Linked DNA regions of Sus scrofa: region 2 is linked to region 1. The links are chromatin contacts, called in public HiChIP or PLAC-seq maps. All regions are on one chromosome and are shown on one strand. The core of a region is the stretch at or near the end of the contact, and the rest is flanking DNA. Distances in the headings are between cores, read along the strand shown.

Region 1 (5,009 bases), core at 74-2,573:
CTCAGTCCATTGAAAGAAAGCTGTAATTTCCAATTCCATTCTCTGAATGGCAGCAAAATTTGGTGGCAATCTTGGGGGAGAGTGACCCTTTTTCTTTGAGAAATTGAAAGGTTCTCCAAAGAAAAGAGATAAATGATGAATCAAATCCATTTTGAGGGGCCAGTGACACCATCTTTTGGAGGGAGATGATCCTACATAACTATTTTTCCAGTGGCAATGACACCGTATCTCAGAATAATGAAATGGGTATAAGCTCACATCCCTATTCTATGGGAACTGCGACCCTCCCCTGCCCCATTTCTCTGTGTGTGTGTGTGAAAGAAGATCCACTAAGCCATCTTTTTTGAATATTAGTGACTATGGACTTAGTCTGAAGGGTATGCTGACTTCCAGTCTGTCCTAAAGAAGCAGCAATCATTAATTTCCACCATTGGGGATACAGTTCTACATGTTATGGACAGGTAATGATTCTAGGCCTAGTGTTTTAAAACAGAAGGTAAATGGGTACCAGGTTTGGAAAGCCCTGGCCCTGTTCTCTGGGGACACAGCAAACCGAAATCCCTGCTTCTGAGTGATACTCACTCCAAATCCCCACATTCTAAAGGAGAGCAAATTCATATTTCCCCCGTCCAGGTAGTGGTAATCTTATTCTTGTTCTCTTGGGGAACAATAACCCTTGAGCCCCATTTGCAAGAGACAGTGACCCCTGATCTTGTTCTCTGATAGATGGCAACATCAGAGCCCTGTTTTTAAGGCTCAAGGACCCAAGACTTCGGTACTAGAAGAACAGGAGTCTGTGAGCCCTGTCTCTTAGAAGATTACTAATTCTAATTCTAAACTCTTAAGTGATGGTAACCCCCCAAATCCCTTTTTCTGGGAGGGGGAGAGCTCAGATCCCAGTTTGGGGAGGGAGAGTGACCTCGAGCTCCTCTTTCAGCCTAGAGAAGAACCTGATCGACGTCTGAGTGGCTTCGGGGACCCCAACCTCCACCCGCTACGGGCGTCGCTAGTACTCACGGCCCAGCTTCACTCCGGGCGGCGGGAAGCTGGTGCCGGCGCCCGGGCCGCCGCTGCCTCCTCCGCCGCTGCCGCTGGGGCCACCCCCGGAGCTCGAGGCCCCCACGCCCCCGCCCATGGCTCCGACAGACGGCTTCCCGCCGCCGCTGCCGCCTGGGCCGGAGGCCGAGCCCCCGGGGCCGCCGCCGCCGCCACCGCCTCCGCCGCCTGGCTCCGCGAACGAGCTGGTCCGCGCCCGGCCCGAGCCCCCAGGGCCGCCTCCTGAAGGCGCGCCACCGCTCATGGCGCCGAGCGCAGGCCCAGGCTGCGGGGCTCGGGCTGCCCGGGCTGCCCCCGCCGCTGCCGCTGCCGCCGCCTCCCCCGGGCTCCGGCCTCTTCCAGGCCGCGCCGCTCGGGCTCCGGCTCCGGCCCAGCGCCCGCCGCGGGGCACGCCGGGAGATGCAGTCCGCCTACCCTGCGCGCCGCCGTCGCCTCTCTCGGCCCTCACAGAGTGCCGCGTGGCACGCCGGGAAATGGAGTCTGCAAAGACCTCAGAGTAGACCGCGGGGATGATGAGCTGCACGTCGGGAATTGGAGTTCTGGGCAGTAAGTTGGCCGACTGTGCTGACAGCTGACTCTGAAGCACTTTCGGAAGCTGGGTCAGAGTCTCACACTCACTCCACCGCAACAACCTGTGTGTGCCTTAGGAACATAGTCGCAGTGCCTCCATCAGTGAGCCGTATAGGCCTGATGCACTCCGGGAAACGGAGTTCAGTCGCTGCCTTAGTCTATTGGCTGTATGCCCACAGGCGCCAGGTGCACTCTGGGAAACTGAGTCGGAGACCAGGGACCCGAAACTATCCAGCGTCAAGGCCAGCTGGGAAATGGAGTTGTCGCCACGCCCTCACCGCATTGCAGGTGTAAAGCTACTTCCAAAGAACGCCGGGAAATGGAGTCCTCTGTGATTTCCCCTAAGCCTCAAGCGAATACTGCAGTTCCGGAGATAGGATAGGAAATGGAGTAAGTACAGCATTCCTCCTCCCTCATACGCTAGGCCGCAGCCCCTGCTGGGAAATGTAGTCAACACCAACGCTTCAGCGTAGTTGCCACAGCGAGCCTTTGTGGCTTCTGGGAAATGTAGTTCAAGGCAGCCTTCCCATTGACTGAGGGGAAGGGATCTATCATGATCCAGAAGCGGGCTGAGGGAAAGGCCAGACCGCATCCTGACCCTTTATGAGGCGAAAGTGCAGAGGCTTGCCGGGAGGTGTAGTCTAATTGGTAACTTTGAGAGAGCGCGAGCGAAAGGTGAAAGAACGGCAGTCGACTGGGTGTAACTGAAGAAAGTTTCAGCGCATCCTGCCCCGCCCCCAGGTCCCTCAAAAAAGCCGTAGGTGACCAGGCGGTGGTGGAAAATGGAGTCCTAACACTCCAAAATCCAAGTTTCCACAAATCCAGAAGGAAACCCTCTCCGCAAACGATTTAGGAAACAAAGTTTCTGCCGGCGTCTCAGGACAATACAGTCTTCGGATATTGTCTAGCTTTTTCTAGCAATGTGACTTACACCAGGAGACTGAGCGGAATGTTGAAAGAGGTGAAAATATAATTTGTTTGGAACCTCCCCCGCCCCATTCAGGTTTTTGCATCCTCACGCTTCCTAAATTACAGGATCCCGGAAGCCTCAAAAGAAGCCGGCTGCTAGGAGTAGCCTCGGGTTTTGGGCACTCATTATGTCGCCCCACTTATCAGTTTATACCCGGAAGGGCAGTAGTCCCAAACCGCGCTGGGAAACAGTTCATATGATGTGTGTGTGTGTGTGTGTGTGTGTGTGTGTGTGTGTGTGTGTGTGTCCCGGAAATACCTGGAACTGGAATGAAACTACCCTCAGCCCTCCTGCCTCGTGGAGTGATGGGAAATGGAGCCTATAGACCTCACTTTGATAGTGATCACACTAACTGGCCTGCCTTTCTGAAGATTGGCCCCTAGGTCTGTAGCCGACCGCAATTCCCAGCGGACAAAGACTCCCTTGAGGCAGAAGAGAAGGTAACACCAAAGCCTTTTTGAACTACATTAACCAGAAGGCAAAGCGAAGTCTCACTTCCGCTCCCTTCTCAATGAATGTGGCTGCGTCTTCCACAGCCCGGAGCGAGTACTTCTGGGAATTGCAGTAATTTTTCAGGCAAACAGGGCCTGCTGCCCTCTGACGTCGGCTGGGAGTCCAAAAGCAAAAATCTGAGTCAAGCCCAAAGCCTGGAGAGTCCTAAACTGAACCAAGAAGGCGGGCAAGGGCCGGAAAGCCGGGCGGGATAGCGGCGGTTACTTAACTGCCAGAACCAGTGGGACATGCGCAGTGGGCTGCGCGCGTGGGCAACCGCCAGAGGGAATTGCGGGGTCTGTGGGAATCAGGTGTCAGTCATTACCTGGATGTCTGCACGGGCTGAGAATGCTCGTTGAGGTTCCAGAGCGGACTGTGACTGGCTAAGAGGGGCCTATTGGTGTCTGGAGGCGCTAAGGGCATACGTGAAGAGGTGAAGTGGTTTCACTAGAGACAAGTGAAGTCTGAGAGGACTTGGGGTGTCTAAAAGGTCTGTGCGAGACTGTGAGAAGCTACTAGTGACAGAGGAGATCTGAGGGTGAAGAGGTGAAGGGTGATTGAGAAGCATCAAAAAAGAGCTTTGGGGGACTGTGACAGTGCTAGGTATTACAGACACGAAGAGGTTCTCTGATGGGGTGAATTAATTGATGCAGTGTCATTAGATCTATAAATGGCTTTATACTAGGTATCGGAGATCCCAGGGGATGTGGAAGGCAATAGGGTGTGGTCTTGCAGAAGTTGATTTGGGTGGGTTATTAGAGGAGCCACTGGAGTTTTGAAGACCAGATGCCACCTGTGACATCCTCCTCAGCCAGAATTTGGGGCAACAAGTCTGCCTGGGCTGTGGTCTGACCTGGAGAGCAGTTCTGGAGCTGACCACTTTTGAATCCATGTTAGACCCAGTTTTGAGGTGCTTTGAAGACACTGGAATCAGGGAATGAGACTACTAGTCAGGGTCCTCCCTCCTCCTTCAGTGATGACATCCCCTTTCTCCATCACACCACCACCACCAACTCAGCTGCATCTTCGTTGCCAGGAAACATGGCTCATCCCAACTTCCAGAAATAGCCGTGGCCCCCACCCCAGGGAGTGACTTACATCACCCAGGAGAGGGAGCAGTTGCCCGCAGGCTACCACTCGAGCCTCAGTTTCCTGTCAGTACCCCAGCGGTGGAGCCTCTCTTCACTGCCAAAGGGCATCATTTGGGACCACCCACCCTGGGCTGGCATGAAATGAGGAGGAATGTGGGTAGTTGCCAGTTCCTTCTCCCTCAGAGCTACACGGGGGTGGAATTTCATGGATTAAACCCCTCCAACAGGCCCTGAGCCCTCAATTCTTTGTGGCCCTGGGGAAACTTTTCCCTCTCTGCCCTCCTGTACCTCTCTAAGGGGACCTCTAGCTAGCTTGGATTCCTCCTGATTCTTTCATCTGATTCAAGCTCTCCAACTTGGGCTTCTAGTTTTATGAGCTCAGCTCTCTGATCCCATGATCTTGAGATCCTGGTCTAAATCCAACCGTTTTGGCTTTAGGAGACCTCAGGAGTTGTTGAAAGAACATTTCAGAGACAGATTTCAAGTCCCGGCTGGGTTTACGGCCTTGGGCAAGTCATTTAAGAGAGCTGCTTGCCCCTACCTTGCTGGATGCTGGAGATAAAGCACTGTAGCTGCTAAGTAGGTACCTGGCACACAGTAGGTCAATCAATACCAACTATGATTAAGCTAGTCCCTTCTGAACTTGCTGGCAGAGAGTGCCCAGGGTTTGATGAGATAATCAAAGCAAGCTTGCAATGTCTACATTTCAAGAGGTGGTGCAGGTCTGTTGCCTAAAGACTTCCAGATTAACTCCAGAGCACCCCTAAGGAGTTTGGGAGGACTCAAGAGGAGCTCCAGGGCTTCACCAGAGCCTGGAGGAATGGATAGGA
Region 2 (5,032 bases), core at 936-3,435, 310 kb before region 1:
CCTGGAGGGAAGCGGGGCAGGGGCCAGAGAAGAAGAACTGTGTCCTAGGAACCTTGCTAATTACACTGTGATGTCTTACAGCCTCACAAGGAAGGGAGGTTGTACCCAGATTATAGGAGGAGAAACTGAGGTAGAGCTGAGATTCAAACCTAGGAAGTGTGAACTCTGAGTGCCAGTGTTCTGTGTGGGTGACACACTTTTTTTTTAATTACAAAATATTCCAAAAGCATGCTAAACAATATACATAATAGTGTGAGAAAGACAAACTCACCATCCAGCATAAGTAAGACAAGACAGGAGTTCCCGTCGTGGCTCCGAGGCTAACCAATCTGATCAGCATCCATGAGGATACAAGTTCAATCCCTGGCCTTGCTCAGTGGGTTGAGGATCTGGCGTTGATGTGAGTTGTGGTGTAGGTTAAAAATGGGGCTCAGATCCAGCATTGCAGTGGCTGTGGCATAAGCTGGCAGCTATAGCTCTGATTTGACCTGTACCCTGGGAACCTCCATATGCCATGGGTGTGGCCCTAAGAAGCAAAAAATAAAAAAGAAGAAGAAGTAAAACAGGACAAACAAAGGCGGACAAGCCCTCTGTGTGACCTTCCCAGTCAAGACCTCCTCGCTTCCCCCAGAGTCAACCCCTCTCAGGAATGAGGTGTCGCTCCCCCGCATGGATTGTTTTGCCTTTTGAAAACAAGCCTGCCAGAATACGTTTCTTCTCATTTTGTTATTTCTGAGAGGCAACCCTGTTTTGTTTTGTGCTTTAGGGGGTTTGCAAAGCTACCGGGCCAGGGATTGAACCCATACTTCAGCAGTGACCTAGGCTGCTGCCGCAGTGACAACCCCAGATCCTTAACCTCTTGTGGCTCAGAGATGCAGCCCTACAGACAAGCAAAGCTCAGCCTCTTCTGCTGTGTACTACTCCACTGGTTGACCGTACCTCAAGGTATCATCCATTCTCCTGTAAATGGGCTTTTCATCTGTTTCCCAGTTTTTGTGACCAGAAATCTTCCTGCCATGAGTTTTTTCCTAGCTGTCTCCTTATGTGTCAGTGTGTACATGTGTGAGACGGTCCCCTGAACACTCACAAACATCTCAACAACTTTTTATCATTCACCTCCCCCTCACCTTTAGGCCTCATTTCTCTCCCTCTTGACCTAAACTGATGCTCAAAGGAACCTGGGCACACATAAGTGACTAGGAATCCCTGCCCCACCACCAAACTACATAACACTGGGCAAGTGACAGTGATGGTGTCCCCTCCCTGTGATGGCCTCAGTTTCCTCCTCTATAAAAGGGGGATGACCTGCCTTGCCCACCTGTGTAGAGGCTAAAATGAAAGAACACCACACAAGAGCCCACTGGGGTGCATGGGCGTTGGGACCCTCATCTCATGTCACAATACCAGGGAGATTTGTTTTGGCCATGCCCACAAGGCCAGGGCTCAAACCCACACCACAGCAGTGACAGCACTGGATCCTAAACTCACTGCATCACCTCGGAGCGCCACCAAGGAGACATTTTATCCTTATCGCTCAGGTTAAAAATGCCAAGGCAAAAAAAGAAAAAAAAAAAAAAAAAAAAAGCCAAGGCTCTGAAAAGGAAGCTACCACCTAGTCACTGAGCTGGTGGACCTGATGCTTTATTCCTTGGGAGTGTTCAAGGTCACCAACATTTACTGAGCCCCTGCTCCCTGCCAGGCCCTGTGTTCCGTGCTCAGCATGTACAGTCTCTTTAATTAACTCCTCTTTTCCAACCCCAAGAAAACACAGAGGCTCAGAGAGGGGACCAGTTTTGCCCAAGGCCACTGAGGAGCAGAGGCTAAGTTTGGAACCACCCCCTCACCTGAACACAGCAGGCACCCCAAACCCCAGCTGCCTCAGTCTTCCTTTCCAGTGACGAGGTGAAGGGCCTTGAACCAGCCTCTTCCCCCCACCCGAGCAGTCTCCTCTCGGGGGAATTGTGGTGGCCACAGGTGCAGGGAGCGGTTCCTCTCCACTTGTAGCCTGAAGCCTCCTGGCAGGGGCTCCCCGCAGCCTGACAGCCAGCGGCCCAGCAGTGGGGCCAGTGGAGCCCATCTCCGCAGGGCTGGGCAGGAAGTGGGGCGGGGTTTTGAGCTTGACCGAGGTGGGATCTGGTACCCCCGGACTGCTGCAACCCAGACAAACCAACTCACTGGGAGAAGATGCCTGGGGGTCGCCGAGCCCTCCAAACCCCACCTGCCACCATCTTTCTCCTCTTGATCTCCGCAGCTGCCCTGGGTACGTGGTTAAGAGCAGGTGCGGGGGTGGGAGTGGGGGAACTGGGAGGCAGCTGAGAGGGCACAGGCAGAGGGGGTGGGAGAGGAGCTGACAAGAGGAGGGCTGGAAAAGACCCCACAGAAACTGCATCTATCAGCTTAACTGTCCCCAGCAGGCCGACGGGAGGCTGAAGGGAGCTCAGTGAAGTTGAAGGGCATATTTCATGGAGGGAGGCGGGGGCCTGAGATACCTTTGCCACCCTTCATCCCCACAGATCAAAATAAGGAACTAAGGTTGCCTTTGACCCACTGAGCTCCAGAGCTGGGGGCAGGGAGGGACCGTGGGTAGTGCTCAGCTTCAGGAGGAAGAAAAAGCTTTCTCCTTCTCTGCCTTGAATCTCATCCCTTGTCTATGGAGCTGGGTGACCTTCCCCCTTCCCTTCCTGCGCAACGCCGCCAGCTGGGCAGGGCTGTGACCACCCTGTCACACCAAGAGAGGTGGCCAATCACCCCAAGTGACACTGGGACCTAGGACTGGAGTCCATGACCGTGACCCTGAGGTTGCTACCTCTGTCCCCACCTCTTCCTCCTTTCTGTCCTCCTCACCTCTCTCTTTCTCCCGATGAAGGAGGCAGAGCCAGCCATGTGGACTGGCCTGTGGGGGGAGGCTGAAAACTGGGGCTTCCCCAGCAGCCAGCCTGCGCCACCCCAGCTCCCTCCCACCAACCACCTAGCTGAGGCCCTCCCTAACCCCAGCTCAGCCCACCCACTGAACCACCCCTGGCCCCCAGCTTGACATGCGGGGGTGGGCCCAGGGTCACAGGGCAAGGCGGGCCGGCAAACAGGCAGGAAGAAACCCTTTTCCCGGGGTCAGGATTCACCCCCCTGAGCCACTCCTGCCACCCTCGGTCTCCACTGTCCCACTTGCAACATGGGACAATGAGAGAACCGACTTCTCAGGGTTCTGTGACAATTATATGAAATAAATAAATTGCCAAGTGTGGGCCCGAGCTGGGGCTGGGGCTGGGGTGAGAGAGGGAACCAGGAGGGCCCTCAGGAAGAGGCGATGGCCAAACCGATTCTGGAAGGAGCTGCCAGGCCAAGCGCACTTCTAGCACCAAGGCGACCAACTATCCAAGTGCCAGGGAGGGCAGTGGAGCTGAAGCAGAGAGCGGGTATGGAAAGGGCCGAAGGAGATGGCTCTGGAGTGATGAGCGGGGACGGGCCCCGGGGTCCGTCATGCACACAGTCCACACACACATACACAGCCGGGAGCACTACAGCTGCAGGGGCCAGGCTGGGCCTGTGTCAAGGTCCCTGACCATCTGCCTCTCCTCTCCGCAGGCCCTTGTTGCCAGGCCCTGTGGGTGGACTGGGGCCCGCCATCGGTGACGGTGAGTGTGGGGGACAAGGTCAGCCTCCCATGCAGACACAACAGCAACAGCACTAACATCACCTGGTGGCGCGTCCCTCAAGGCAACTCCACGTGGCCCCCGGTCATGGATCTCTCAGAACTGGGCCCCAAGGGCGAGCTGATCATCCAGCAAGTGAACAAGAGCCACAGGGGCATGTACAGGTGCGAAGTCAACGAGGGCCAGAGGATTCAGCGCTCCTGTGGGACCTACCTCCGCGTGCGAGGTGAGTGCCTGGGGGCTGGTTCCAAGGTCCCATCCCTCCACAGCTGGGGACACTGGCTTCCTCACCTGGGAAGGGGGATGGAGCCAGTGCCTGCATCAATCCTTACTGTCAGCATACATAGTGGCCAATTTTCTCACCTGCCAAGTGGGGGCGTCAGTGGTCTTGGCCTTTGAGGGGGGGCTGTGGCTGCTGGGCTGGGAGGCGCGTGGGGGTGGGCGGGAGGTGCCAGGGCTCTAAGCCGCACTCTGTCCTCACAGACCCCCTCCCCAGGCCCTTCCTGGACATGGGGGAGGGGACCAAGAACAACATCATCACAGCTGAGGGGATCATCCTGCTGATCTGTGCCGTGGTGCCTGGGACGCTGCTGCTGTTCAGGGTGAGCCACCTGGGGACCAGCTCCCCCCTGAGCCTCAGGCTCCCCACCAAAACTTGGCAGAATGAAAGCACCCACCTCACAAGGCCTGTGAGGGCTCAAGAATTTAATATAATGAGGGAGTTCCCATTGTGGCTCGGCAGGTTAAGAACCTGACTAGTATCCATGAGGATGCAGGTTTGATCCCTGGCCTCACTCAGTGTGTTAAAGGATCCAGCATTGCTGCAAGCTGTGGCATAGGTTGCAGATGTAGCTCAGATCTGGTGTTGCTGTGGCTGTGGCATCGGCCAGCAGCTGCAGCTCCAATTCAACCCCTAGCTCCAGGAACTTCCATGTGCCACCGGTGCTGCTCAAAAAAATGAAAAAAAAAAAAAAAAAGAATTTAATATAATGAAAGCATTTTCAATGGTGCTGGGCCTGGATGGGCATCCTTGTTCTGTCTTCCCTCAGGGTTGTCCCATGTCCACTCTCCCTTCCACCCAGCAGGGCTGTAGCCTCTAAGTGTAGCCAAGGCTGGGTGATGGGGGCTGGCGTCCTCCCGGAGTCTCTGACCTGCATCAGCCTCTCTTTAGGCCACAGGGCCTCTAGACCTATTTACTAACACTGCCGCTGTTATCCGTGAAGCATGGGCCAAAAGGACACTGGCTTGAACCTAGAGAGACCTGCTACCAATAGGATATGTGGCCCTGGGCATCTCCCTGACCCTCTCTGGTAAAGCACCTCCCCACCCTCATGAGGGTCTGAAAACATTCCCCTTCCCCGACTCACGGAGGCTCCCAATCC

What was found. HiChIP or PLAC-seq counts read pairs in DNA pulled down with a chosen protein or histone mark.
Region 2: a contact with region 1 is called in an H3K27ac HiChIP or PLAC-seq map of alveolar macrophages. The contact joins the promoter of CD79A here to the promoter of GSK3A in region 1. A contact is called at or near these places in 1 of 47 Hi-C or Micro-C datasets (embryonic fibroblasts) and 1 of 2 datasets of contacts at active chromatin or transcription factors (alveolar macrophages).

What each region holds. Positions count from the first base shown.
Region 1 is chr6:49,686,684-49,691,692 of Sscrofa11.1, reverse strand. It overlaps GSK3A (glycogen synthase kinase 3 alpha), which reads right to left and starts at 1,323. Exons shown (of 12, transcript NM_001315708.1): 1 at 1,018-1,323. The coding sequence starts at 1,300.
Region 2 is chr6:49,996,447-50,001,478 of Sscrofa11.1, reverse strand. CD79A (CD79a molecule) reads left to right here and starts at 2,185. Exons shown (of 5, transcript NM_001135962.1): 1 at 2,185-2,260; 2 at 3,583-3,876; 3 at 4,134-4,252. The coding sequence starts at 2,185.